2 separate regions of the Zea mays genome follow, and region 2 is linked to region 1. Evidence: chromatin contacts called from public Hi-C data. All regions are on one chromosome and are shown on one strand. Each heading gives the region's core, a stretch centred on a gene start, on an enhancer-like site or on the middle of the called end of the contact. The rest is flanking DNA. Distances are from core to core; before and after follow the strand shown. Region 1 holds the start of LOC100273143. Region 2 holds the start of LOC103639335 (P-loop containing nucleoside triphosphate hydrolase superfamily protein).

Evidence for each region. A called contact is a pair of places that touch in the nucleus more often than the background predicts.
Region 2: a contact with region 1 is called in a Hi-C map of endosperm, with 2.2 times the contacts expected there. The contact joins the promoter of LOC103639335 here to the promoter of LOC100273143 in region 1. A contact is called at or near these places in 2 of 25 Hi-C or Micro-C datasets (ear and endosperm).

The regions. Positions count from the first base shown.
Region 1 is chr9:147,112,237-147,119,128 of Zm-B73-REFERENCE-NAM-5.0, reverse strand. It overlaps LOC100273143, which reads left to right and starts at 3,938. Exons shown (of 5, transcript NM_001147590.1): 1 at 3,938-4,062; 2 at 4,973-5,120. The coding sequence starts at 3,950.
Region 2 is chr9:147,409,882-147,416,773 of Zm-B73-REFERENCE-NAM-5.0, reverse strand. It overlaps LOC103639335 (P-loop containing nucleoside triphosphate hydrolase superfamily protein), which reads right to left and starts at 3,732. Exons shown (of 18, transcript XM_008662093.2): 1 at 3,156-3,732. The coding sequence starts at 3,458.

The DNA of each region.
Region 1 (6,892 bases), core at 2,689-5,188:
AAAGATATAATCTCAGTCCTCCAATCTTCACTATGAACAGGAGATATAGTGAGCACTGCTCTTTCGACGAGTTCCACCGAAGGTGCTCTTATCGTTTCAAAAAATACTTCCGAAGGTAGAGGCAGCCCCTGTGCCGCTGACTTGGCTAGCAGATTAGCATGCTCATTTTCTCCTCGTGGAATATTCTTAACAGAAAACCCTTCGAATGAAGCCTCAAGCCTTCGAACTGTGTCCAGGTATTTCTCAAGCTTCGGATCTCTTGCTTTGCAACTCTTGTCTACATGTCCAGAAATAACTTGGGAGTCGGTTTTAAGGACCACCCTTCTTATCTCCATTGCCTTTAACTTCCGAAGCCCCAAAAGTAAAGCTTCGTATTCAGCAATATTGTTTGTACAACTAAAATCAAGCCTTGTTGCATAGCATGTTCTGACTTTGGAAGGTGCAACTAAGACAGCAGCCGCACCTGCCCCGAAGGTTCCCCAGGAACCATCGCAGAACACTGTCTAGGCTTCGACATCTTTATTTGCTTCTTCTTCCTAAGCCCCTGGCGTCCAGTCAGCAATGAAGTCTGCTAACACCTAGGACTGAATTGAGGATCTATGCACATAATCAATGCTGAATTCGTTTAGTTCTGCAGCCCACTTTCCAATTCTTCCAGTAGCTTCTCTGTTCCTCATGATATCCTTCAGAGGTTGTGATGAAGGAACAATTATATGGAATGCTTGAAAATAATGCCGAAGCTTCCTGGAGGCCATTAAGACAACATACAACACCTTCTCCAATTCTGTATAGTTTTTCTTTGATAAGCTTAGAACTTCGGAAACAAAGTATTCTGGAGCTTGCTTTTAAATTTGTCCTTCCAATTTCTCCTGCACAAGTGCCACACTTACTGCAGAGTGCGAAGCTGCCACATATAATAGTAATGGAGCCCCTGGCATTGGTGGAGTTAGTGTTGTTAGATCAATTAAATATTGTTTTAGCTCTTCAAAGGCTTTCTGTTGAACTGGACCCCATTGAAAGACTTCGGCTGACTTTAGTATTTCAAAAAATGGCAAGTTTCTTTTTGCTGATCTAGATATAAATCTATTCAATGAAGCCAATCTTCCTGTCAACCGTTGGGCCCCTTTTTTGTGCTTGGTGGTTCCATTCGAAGGATGGCTTCAATCTTGCTTGGGTTAGCTTTGATCCCCTTCATTGAAACCAGACAGCCAAGGAACTTACCCTTCTTCACTCCAAAGACACATTTTTCAGGATTTAATTTCAGGCCAGCTTGCCTGAAATTAGCAAATGTTTCTTGCAGATCAGTGATATGATTTTCTTGCTTCGTGCTTTTTACTATAATATCATCAACGTATATTAGCACATTTATGCCTATCTGGGAATGAAGGACCTTGGCTGTCATCTTACTGAAACTGCCTCCAGCATTCTTGAGCCCCTTAGGCATCCGAAGATAACAATAGGTGCCACTGGGAGTTATGAAGCTAGTCTTTGGCTCATCCTCCTTCTTCATCCATATTTGATGATATCCTGAATAGCAATCCAGCAGACTCATAAGTTCTGAAGAAGCTGTCGCATCCACTAGGGAGTCTATCCTTGGTAATGGAAATTTATCCTTCGGACAGGCCTTGTTAAGATCCGTGAAATCGATACACATTCTCCATTTGCCATTGGCCTTCTTTACCATAACAATGTTTGCTAGCCACTCTGGATATTTTACCTCTCTAATAACACCAGCACTGAGAAGTCTTTTCACTTCATTCCGAGCACTTTCGGCTTTATCATCAGACATTTTCCGAAGCCTTTGCTTTCTGGGCCTAAAAGATGGATCGACATTGAGTGAATGTTCGATAACGTCTCTATTGACACCACAGAGATCATTGGCCGACCATGCAAAAACATCTTTGTTGTTGAATAAAAACCTTATCAAATTTTTCTCCTGCTCTTCAAATAATTGGGACCCTAGCAATACCTTCTGCTCTGTTAAGTCTTCACATAGAAGCATGGGCTTCGGCTGATCAACCGAAGCAGCCTTCTCTCTTTTGTACTTGTACTGCTCACAAGCTTCAACTCCGTCTATATTGTGGATGGCTTTTGAGTTTGTCCAATTTCCCTCAGCCTTTCTGGCAGCTTCCTGACTTCCATGAATAGCAACAGGCCCTTGTTCCGAAGGTATCTTCATGCATAGATATGCTGGATGAAGAATTGCTTTAAAAGTATTAAGTGTCCCACGACCAATGATTGCATTGTAGGGGTACTCCATGTCAACAATATCAAACACAACTTGTTCAGTCCTTGTATTGTGGACAAATCCGAAGGTCACTGGCATTGTGATCTTACCAAGTGCTACAATCTGCCTTCCTCCAAAGCCACAAAGAGGGTGTGTAGCATCATGAATCTTGTCCTCTGGCTCTTGTATCTGTCTGAATGCTTTAGCAAATATGATATTGGCTACACTGCCTGTATCAACTAGAACATTATGGACCAGAAATCCCTTGATGACACAAGATATGACCATAGCATCATTGTGGGGGTAATCCTTGAGCTGAAGGTCCTCCTGGGAGAAGGTGATTGGGATGTGGGACCATTTCGACTTAATGAAGGGTCCCTGCACCCCAACATGCTGCACCCTTCTCTGAGCTTCCTTTTTCTGCTTCTTGTTGACTGGCTCTGAGCATGAACCGCCTGTTATCGGGAGCACCAGCTTCGTAGCCGAAGCAGCTTCAGCTTGCTTGTTGGACGAAGCTATCAGCTCAATCAGTGGAAGTGAGTTAATCGACGGTGGGCTCCAATGTTGGGGACTTGTTCTCAAATGCTATGAGTTAAGAACAAGGCAACATAAAAGGGTTAATGGTTAGTACCCTTCGTCCTTCGAAGCATTATATCCTTTAAGATGTAATGATCTTCAGACGAAGGGCATGAAGGACATACCTTCGACATTTCAATACATATTAATAAAGGAAGAAGCATATGAAATATGAGAAATAACATAAATAATCATATGGCATGATTGATATCTTTGAGTTATATCATCATGAACAAACGTGAACAATATTGAATTACATTTATACCTTCGGCTTGACAGAAGGCAAAAGTCAAGCGTGATGCGCGAGCAAATACAAGTCAGCGTGAACAGTACGGGGGTACTGTTCATCTATTTATAGGCATAGAGCGCAGCCTGTGAGATATTACATTCATGTCCTTTACAAAAGATTACAATTATGACACAGGCTCTCATGGACTAATCGGTCATTTCATCTTTAAATCGGTGCGATCCTTCGTCTTGAGACATGTCACTGTGCCGAAGCTTCATAGATGGTAGCTTCGACGCTGCTTTTGAAAGGATCTGCCGAAGGTGTTTCTTCTTACAGGATCTTCGGCGACGAAGCATACCCCTAACATCCATATAGGGATAGATCCAAATACTTATTGTTAATTTTTTAATCGTTTTCTTTTTAATTGCGAATAGATAGATATATAATCTGCTATATAAATTATTATAGTTTTTAATATTGACTATTGAGCTTCAAAAGGTTCATAAAAATTAAACCTCAAACTTATCCTATTTCTTCTTAAATGATGGATATTAAAAAAATCAGATACAAACACTATTTTAGATTTAGATGAATTTTCACATTTTTAGTTGTAAGGAGCAAATAATATAAAATAATTTATACAAAAAATTTATTCGTGTTTTTATAATGTGTTTAATAACATAACTGAGATTAGCATCAAATTTTATTTATATTTATTTTAGATATTAAATTTATCATAATTCGGTGTGTATTTCCACATCCACAGACTACAAGCATACCCTCAGCAATTCCGACTCCGACAATTCCAGAAAATCGCCGCGTGGTCGGTCCATCCGGGTCGACTTGACTTCCCTCTGCAACCTCGGAACCCAGCCAATCCGCTGATCTCAACTGCCGGGCACTCCGATCCGGCAACGATGGAGGGGAGCGCCGACTCCTTCGGGTCCTTGACGGCGCCGCTTGCCTGGCACGACTTCCTCGAGCGCATGCGCCAGCCTTCCGCCGCCGAGTTCGTCAAGTCCATTAAAAGGTCAGCTCTAGCCCACGCGCCCACTCCCCCTCAATCATATGGGTGAAATTAGGTTCATGTGAGATTCAGTTCGTGGGTGATGAGATCCGCGGCGAAACATATTGCAATTGCTTTGCTTGAGCTCTTGCGGCCTGTGTAGGGCGAAGTAGCTCGAGGTGGGAGATTAAAGTGTAGTGGGAATTCGGGGACACGAATGGGATTTCAATGCCGTGCCTTTCAAAATGTAAGCCCACATTGTTAGAGAGCTTGTAGGGTCAATCTGTCTGTTTTTGGACAGCTTAACCTAGGTTTGCTATTTGGGTTGGAACCTGTCGTCTAGGTTCGAGCTGGTTCCACTTGTCATTCCTTTCTGCCAACTTCTAGAGTTCAGACTTCTTTGATGGATGCCTTCCAAGCTGCAATATGATAGAGACATTGCACATTGTGAGATAGTTTTGCGTTGAGGTTTTTCATATGCTCTGCGAACTTGATTGATCCTGTGTATGCTTTAGCATATGTAGATGATACCCGAATTGGTAGAAAATAGTGGAGTACTTACATTGGGATTAATGCACTGAGTTTAAATGCTAATTCCAGGATAACTATTTGTTTTCAATTTAGGGTTAGAGTACGGCTTTGTATTTCCCATTACTGCCTGGTACAAAACCAAGGTTGACTTGAGCTGTGATATAGGCATGATAGATGATTATATGTTACTAATTGATCTTATGTTACTAATGGGGCGAGAAGCCCAAAGCTGTGAGTAAATGCTTCCTGAGCTATTAAGCGCTCTTTTTCTTTCAAATGCAGCCGTATGCATTGGAGATGCCTCATTTTTCTTAATAGACTTAGTAGCTATTAATATTTAACATTTATTTAGGCCTTTTTACAAAATACTTGAAATTAACTTAGTTATGTTCCATGCATACAGCTTTATTGTGACATTCTCAAACAGAGCTCCTGATCCAGAGAAGGATAGTACTGCTATCCAGGAGTTCCTGGAAAACATGGAAGGGGCTTTCAGAGCCCACACCCCTTGGGCTGGCAGTTCAGAGGAAGAACTAGAGAGTGCTGGTGAGGTAATCTCCTTATTCTGCACTCTGAAGTATCAAGTACTATTAATGTGGCTCCGTATTTTTGTTCGTACAGATGTCTGACTCAGAAATAAAGATAAGCTAACTTATTTTCAGCACTTAGCAACCTCACCAAACAGACTGAGATCCAAATACCGGACGATTAGTGCTCACACTGCAGGGCTAGAACTAAACATGTTTTAGTTTCCAGTGCCATTATTTCAGCAATTTAAAACCCATCAATTGTTCATGTCCTTTATTTGTCTCCATCTGTCAGCAACTGAGTCTGCAGGCTATTTTTCTACACTGACATCTTTCATAGGTTGCCTGGAGCCCTGGATGATATTGAGTCACATCATGGTTAATTTCTACACCAGTGCTGATGTCTTCATCTTATAGGAGCTTAGAACCACACATGCTGGTAAAAATTGGCTTACCCATACAAAATAATATTATAAAGATATTGAATTATAAACAGCATTAAAACACAAGGTTAGCATGCTTCAAACTGCAGTAGTAACTCAGAACAGATGCAAAATAGTTTCAGATTTATTACAAGAGTAGGACATAGGATATCCTGCCATCTTCTTTTAGTCATGTATCCTTAGTTGAAACAGCACTGTTACCAAGTACCAGTCAACTACAGAAACCTTGTCTTGGAAAAATTCCTTCCATGAAATCTTGTTGCTAATCCACTATAAGGACAAATACAGTGTTGGCGGCTCCCACATGAGTGGGGTCTAGGGAAGGGATAACCGGCAAGCCTTACCTCTGCATTTTTTCAGAGAGGTTGTGTTGAACACAGGACCTTTGGCTCAATGGGAAGACTTCTCACCACTGTACCAGGCCTGTCCTTCTTGCTAATCCACCACAAGGATCTGTTGAAACATTTGTAAACAATTTTTTCTGAAAATTGTTTGTTAGATACCCACCATTCAATTTGCACTTATTATTTTCTTCAAATATCACAGTACTTAATAAAAGACCTATTCTGTCTTGTTTGGGTACAAGATGACTTCAAATATACCCAGAATCAAATATGTTGATATTGGATTTGGTTTCATTGCATCTTAATAGTGCTCTTCATTAGTTTTCTTGCCCCTATATCTTAATTTCACTTCATATTGGCGTACAAATTATATAGTAGTTGACTTCTATTTAAACATGATTACTCTTTATGATCATTGCTAATTTAGTAATTCCTTATGTCTGATAAAATGACATTTGATGTCAAAACTTCACTCATTTACAGTAGTCATGCTGCCCTTTTCTTCGATTAAGAATAGCACTGATAGATGGTACTGCCAAGTACTACTATTAGTAACACTGTTGTTCTATTCATACAAGCAGCTGGAACTACATGTTGTAATGTTTGATGCATCTTGCAAAAAAAAGGGTATTGGTCATTCTAGAGTTTACTTACTAACAATTTATCATTTTATTATGCTGTGTACTGACTAATAGTTTATCATTTTATTATGCTGCATATCGACTAATATTTTATCATTTTATTATGCTGTATGTATACCGAATAATTGTTGTATGTGTTGGATTTTTTGCTCTTCGTAGCATATGACAACGTTTTGTCTTCTATTTAGATCTGATTACTCTTTATGGTAATTGCTAATTTAGTAATTCTTTATGTCTGATAAAATGGCATTTGATGTCAAACTTCACTCATTACAGTAGTCATGCTGCCATTTTCTTCGATTAAGAATAACATTGATTAACGATATTGCCAAGTACTATTTGATAATACTATTACGCCCCGTTTGGAT
Region 2 (6,892 bases), core at 2,483-4,982, 300 kb before region 1:
CGCTGCTACCCCGGCGTCCAGCACGGCGATGCCCGCTGCTACCTGCGCCCCCGCGCAACGGCACCTGCCCGAGCCTCTGCTCCCCGCCCCCAGCTGTCGACGCCAGCGCGAGTGCCAGCATCTCGGCGCGTCCGGCCCCACCCCAACCTCCTCTGCTCGGTGGCGCCGCCGCCCCTTCCCTGCCTGGCCGCACCTCCAGGACTCCGCGCGGTCGCGGCCGTTCCCTGCCAACGGGCACCGTCGCCCCCCCCCCCCCCACCTCTCCCTGCCGCGAGCACTCCCCATCGTGGCCTCATCTTCCCCAGCCGCCGACCTCCTGCGTCGATCCGTGCAACCTGCGTCGTGATGTCGGCTTCCCCTTTGTCGTCAGCGCCCCCTGTCGCGCCCACCCTCCTCTGGTTGTCGGCCTAGCCCCCTGTAGACGCCGCCAGCAACTTCCCCGGCGGCCTCTCTCGCTGCACGCACACGTGCTGCCAGGACGCCTCTAACTGTGTCGTCGGCTGCACTTAGGCATGGACGCCTCCCCAGCGGCGGTGGCACCTGTGCTCTGGCACCGGCAACCCTTTCCCTGCCCCCATCGACCTGTGCACGCGCGTGTGTGCAGCCACGGGTGCCCCGCCGCAGCCAACCACGTATGGGCTAGCCATCGCCAAAGCCCCGGCTCATGTCCAGCGGTGGCGCCTCCCCGTCGGCCACCCCCTCCCTTCCCGCTCTAGCACCCAAGAGCGCAAACTTATCGAGCTTCTTTCATCGCCGTCGTCAAAACCACCTGCCAGGACCGTCGCAACCCCTGCTCGGCTGGACCCGCCTCGCCGCCCACCCCTTCATCGCCTTCGTTGGAGTCGTCGTTGTCACGACCTTCCCGGCCGGATTCCACGTTGTTGCGGCCTTCTCGGCTCGATCTGCCGTCCCTTTGGCCAGATCGCGTCTTCCCGACCGGATTCGTCGCTATCATAGCCTTCCCGGTCGGATCCGTCGCCCCCCTTCTATTTTGCCGCGGGCGCGGACACCATGACCGGCGCAGATGCGTGCGCTGCTGTCGGCCTCCCTGGCAGGGCTCCTTGACGCCCATACGATCGAAGAAGGAAGGTCGGCCTGTCGGTGTCCTTTTGTTGTGTCGCCCTGCCGAGCGTTGACGCTCGAACGTCGACCCTCCCAAAGATCAGGCTTCTGCTGCGTGTCTCCCAACCGCGACCACCTCGACTTCGACTATCTCGGCATCTAGGGGCTATCGTCTTCTTGGAGCACACACCGGTCTCTACTCCAACCGCAACATTAGCACCATCACGACGCTGTGACTACGGGGGGGATTCAACCCGTCGACTCCTACCTTCGGCCTCTACTCCAGTATCATCGTGTGTGGTGCCCCCGTTGCGACTGCGGGGGCACGTTAGACTGTGTGTGTGTGAGAGAGAGAGAGTGTGTGTGGGCCAGCGCCACTGTTGGGCTGCCGGCCCATTAGGGTAGTTGTGAGTTTATATATTGTACCACATCTCCTATCAATACAAGCAGTTCACTATTCTACACGAGATCTATCAGCCAGGCACCTAGTTGTATCTATCCTATCGTCCAGGTGATTCTAGTGCTTCCTCGACTACAAATTGCCTCCATCTCCCTCTCTCGCCTTCTTATTTGGGTGTGTTGTGTAGGACTTGGAATGTGGTGTAGCTGCGTAGGATTCTAGTACTAGATTAGTTTGACTTTCTAATTCTTAGTTTCTTTTTTATCGAACCTGTAGCTATTAGTCAGAGTTACATTTCGTTTTGTCTTGGTTCTTGTATGATATGCGTCCTGCTAACTGATTCCTTCTTAAATCCTATCACTACTATGTACTCTCCTTAAATCTTGAATAGTGCACATATTAAATTTGACATAGCATTCAGTATAGAATAACTCGGATGGTAGTGAACAAAGAGTATAGAAAAAATGTTTTTCGGTTTGCATTCCATGCCACCCACATTGGAGCCCTATATGCACATATGCTTTATCTTTCATTTCATTAAGAAGACAGTATTTACTTTTTCATAGCTAGGGGTGTTTGAATGCACTAAAGCTAATAGGTACTAAGTAGTTGGCTAAAAACTTGCTAGTGGAATTAGCTAGCTAACTATTAGCAAATTTGTTAAAAGTAGCTAATAGTTGAATTATTAGCTAGATTGTTTGGATGTATTTAGCTAGTTTTAGCAGCTAACTATTACCTCTAGTGCATTCAAACACCCCATTTACCATTGCAACTTCTACTACTAAACTCATTTCTAAAACATTATTGATTGTAGTATGTAATATAGCTCGCACAGGAGATATGTCTCCTTGGCGAGGCATACTAGCGTGTGAAGGCTACAGAGCGTCAGCACATGTACTTAGCACAGGAGCTGGAGTTGCAGCGCATGCAGTTCTTCCTCAACACAAAGATGGAGCTCATGCAGTCCTAGAATCATGTGCCTCCCATTATAGCCATATAGACTATGCACATCTTTCACTTTTTTGTTACTAGAATTTAACCCTAGTCTTGATCAAATCCTGGGTCCGCCATTGCCAGCCTGCAAGTCAAGACCTAGATATACACTGTGTCTAGATGCGCAGTAAAAATTATGTATCTAAAAAAGCTAAAAGCCTAAGACAACTTACAATTTGAACAGATGGAGTATTGATGAAGAAGCAGATGTAGTACAAAGTATGGATAAGGACCCAAAACAAAATTTAAAGACCAAAGTTCTGCAGGCCCTTCTCCAAAAAAAGGAAAAGAAACAGATGTAGTTCAATTTAAGTCAGGAAAGACTGAGTTTGGCGTGTGGACTGCTATCCAGGTAGGATTTCAGCTACGTAGTTGTTGGTTCACTTGGTTGCAGATTTGACTCCTTATCCAGGTTGAAGTGCACAGTTATCGGGCATCAGCAATAAACAGAAAAATAATGTACATAACACGAAAACCATGGCATGGCATGGTATCCCCCCAGACAAACTTTCGTGTTTTGGCCTCTCAAAATAGGATAGGGCTTCAGTTAAGAGTTCGGTTGGAGTTGCTCTAAGTAAATGGAACAGCAGGAAAAAGGCAAGATGCCTATCTATCGACATTCTACCAAAAAGGAATTGAATCCTCCACCTGCGCAATTCAACGAGAAGACACAAAACAGCGGCTAAAATGGGCAATGTACCTTCTTGCCATCCTCTGATTTCCGCGGCTTTCTCTTCTTCTTCCCCTTCTCCAGCCCCTCTCTAACTTCCGTCGCCGCCGCCTCCCCGGCCGCAGGCACAGGAGGAACAGCCTCGGCATCTCCTCTTCCTGCTTCACCGCCGCCTCCTTTTCCTCCACCTTCGCGGCCGCCGCCGGCTGGTTTGACAAGCCCCCACGAGAGTTTCGACTGCACGCACCGCCTCGGCGGCTTCCCGTCAGCCGACGAGGGCGATGGCTTCGTCGGAGACGGCGACGGCGCCTCGGGATCAGCGGATCCACCCATGGGTACGAGAAATCAAATGGGGAATCGCGGTGGGTCAGAGCTAGGGTTTGGGTTTCGAGAGCTCCCTGCGAAGGAGTACAGCACAGCACAGCGCATCGGGAGGAAATGTTGGAGTTGGATTAGCTTCACGTTTCCCGCGCGGACGACTGCGAAGGCGGGTAGTTTGCGCGGGCGCGCGTCGCATGGGCGGAGGAGGCAGGCGCCGCAACCCGCAACCAGGGAGGTCCGGGTCTCCGGGACGAAGGGATTCTTTGGTTAATGGTCTCTGCGGATCAGATTAGCTATGGGCCCCTGCATAATCGTCGGGTAAAAGATGGGCTTGGTCCTTGGACCACTAATGGGCTGTGCTGTGGTTAGCCGCCGAACTTGCCTTGGAGAGCTGTGTAGCAGGCTACTAGCAGCCGGGCCTGTTGCCATTTGGCAACGTAGTATTTTCAGAGTTTCAAGACAATCCTGTTGAGAAACCCTAATGAAGGGTTATATGAGTAAATACCGAATATACCCTGAGGGCAATCATGTCCCTATATATAGAACATGTATCCCCTCATATGGAATAGAAATGAGAAAGTGGCCAGAGGCCCAACTATATATCATGTGTCTCGTGTGTTTTCTCTGTCGTGCTTATGGGAAGGGAGACGGGTTCTCTACATCTTCTCGTGCCTCTACTGCTTACGGGGGGAAGGGAGCGGATCTGGTGATCCGTGGTAACGTAATTCTTAATACGTTATCAGCACGCTCTACCTCGACGTTGCTGCGGGATTGGATCTGCATCAACTCTCCGTCAATCCGGTAGGTCTCCGGCCTAGCCGAACTGTCCTACGCGACAGTCTTCGATTCCTCTCCTACGCAATACAATGGTATGTCTTTCTGTATAGACTGAATACACAGTTCGCGGTGATAAAAATGGTGGCGACTCTACTGACCACGATGGGGAGATAAGCTCCTGGCCGCCGGAAGCGGATCAGACGCTGAATGTGCATGAGTTTCCATTCCAACCAATCGGCGAGGAACCACCCCGCATGCCTGCATGCAACCTGTACGACGCGGCCACAATCTGTACGATGCAGGCACCAATCTGTTTTTCCAGGAGAAAAAATAGTAACAGGTCACATACCCATGCAACATGTGTAACTTGGAGCGCGGCCTCCGGCCAGGAGTGGGCCTTGCACGGTCGTCGCGCGCTCCATGTGCTGCCCGGTCAAAGCGGCTGACAGTTGAGAGCGTTGTGCTCCCAATCAAATCGGCTGGTAGTTGAACTAGTGTTTAGCGCGCGCCTGGGCGCGCGTGACCATATATGGCTTAAGGATTTTGTGAGTACCCAGATATGTAAAACAAATTTAAACATGATATGAGTATACAATATGTATGCAAGAAACCAAAATATAAGTAGATAATATTGTTTTCCCATAATAGTTGATACCAGTTGTAGAGTGAAATTAGACTACAATATATACTAAGTAGTATTGAAGCATCATACAACAACACTTAGCAACAGTGTGCTTCCAGGTGTTAAGTAAATATGTACAGATCCACAAATAGTCTAACAGTAGGTTCATATATATATAGGGAAGTATTCATGGTCCAAAAGTGATGGTGCTCTTGATAGGGTTCATATCTATAGGGAAGCATTCATGGTCCAAAAGTGATGTTGCTCTTGATAGGTGCGCAATAAGTAAATACCTGTGTACAAAGGAGGAAAAAGTATTAGAGGTGTTGGAGGTGTTTTCCCAATAGTTTGCTAATGTTGCTGCGTAAAAGGGTAAGTGGAATACATTATGTTGACTGTGTATAAATATATTTGCGATATATGAATAAGTTTTGCACATGGTGTTATACCTTCATGAAGTTGATGATGATCTAGGAGCTCTTCTTTTTGGGGTCTGTAAGATCTGGTATTCCTTTGCTACTGTGGCCATGTTTCATTCTATATAATATCATGAATGTTGTATTAGCGTGGAAAATAAGATCTAGCATTTAAAAGAAGGTTGTTGTTGCTACTGTTATTATGTCCAACTATTTTTGTAATACATACCTTTTCGGTGGCGACGATAACTCTTCATTGTTGAGTTCACTTATGCGCTGGGCATCACCCTGTGGTTAAGTGCATAAATTTTATGAATGTAGTTTCATATAACAAAGTGGAAGCTCATTTTGTCCTGGTTTATTTATTATGTGGGTATTGATTGTATTAATTTATATCTGGTATTAAAATGTAATGGATATGTAACTTTGTAAGTGCATGGAAAATAAGTATTTAGTAGTACTAAAGGTACCTCTGTGTCATGTGACATATCTGAATATATTAGAACACGTCGTGCCTGTTGAATAGACTTCATCAAGTTGTATGCATGAAAGAATGATACGTTTATAATAGGTTTTACATGGCAAGAAAAATAAGAAGTTTCGTACCTCGTTTCTTTCGTTGCTACAGGTAGATAGTTTCGCCATCGATGTTGCTGGAGAGTCTTGTGTGGTCGGGAGGCTAGGTATTTCATCTTGTGTATCCAACTCTTGTTGAGGATGGCTAGGCATGTTAGATGGTATGAAGGTCTGTCTTCCATGATTTGTTAAAATAGACAGAACAGAGAATACTCTATTTGTGACCGAGTAGGCTGACATATTGATGGTAACTACAAGGGTAAATTTCAGACACACAATAGCGACTAGGGCTGCTGGGGGACCCTGAGAAGTTGCAGCTGCTGTAACAAGGTTGTCACAAGGTTTTCCTACTATTTTTCTGGCTATGCTATCAAAACAAAAGAACTCTGCCTCACATGTCCCATCAGTAGCAATGAAGCTGAGCTTGTATCTGTCAATTCAAATTATGAGTATTTCAAAGCAGCAATTAAGTTTGTAGTAAAGATAAGACTTTATTAAGATGAAATAAATGGTAGTAAATCAGGTGTGTGTGTGTTAAGATTTACCTAAAGTTAATATCTGTGCAGCCACATGATGTGCAGTGATATCCTGTTGAAGTTTGAGATGAAGATTTGTGGCACCTTGAGCAAGATGGGTACCACCATTTGCTATTTTGCACAATGCGTGAGATAGTAACAGTGCATCTGTAGCCTTCTGGCTGCAATATAAAAGAGAGAAAAAATGTACCAAGTTAGATAGGCATATTGTCGATGTATTAAATAAGTGAAACATATGAGGATTTAGTAGTAAATACGGGAAACATGTCCGGATCTATGTTGAGCAGCTCTTCAACAGTCTTTTGTTCCAAATTTGGTGGTTGAGAAAGCAGAATTTCTTCTTCGGCTGCTGTGGGTTGTATTAGCTGGAGGTCATTGGTTTGCAACCTTCAAATGATGTCACAATCGTGATCAGTATGAACAATATTTTTATTTTTAAAAAATAAAGACAATAGGATGTCTCGTAACCCGCTTTAGGAAAAAGAGGATAGCATGTATCATTTTTTTTAACTGAAAGAG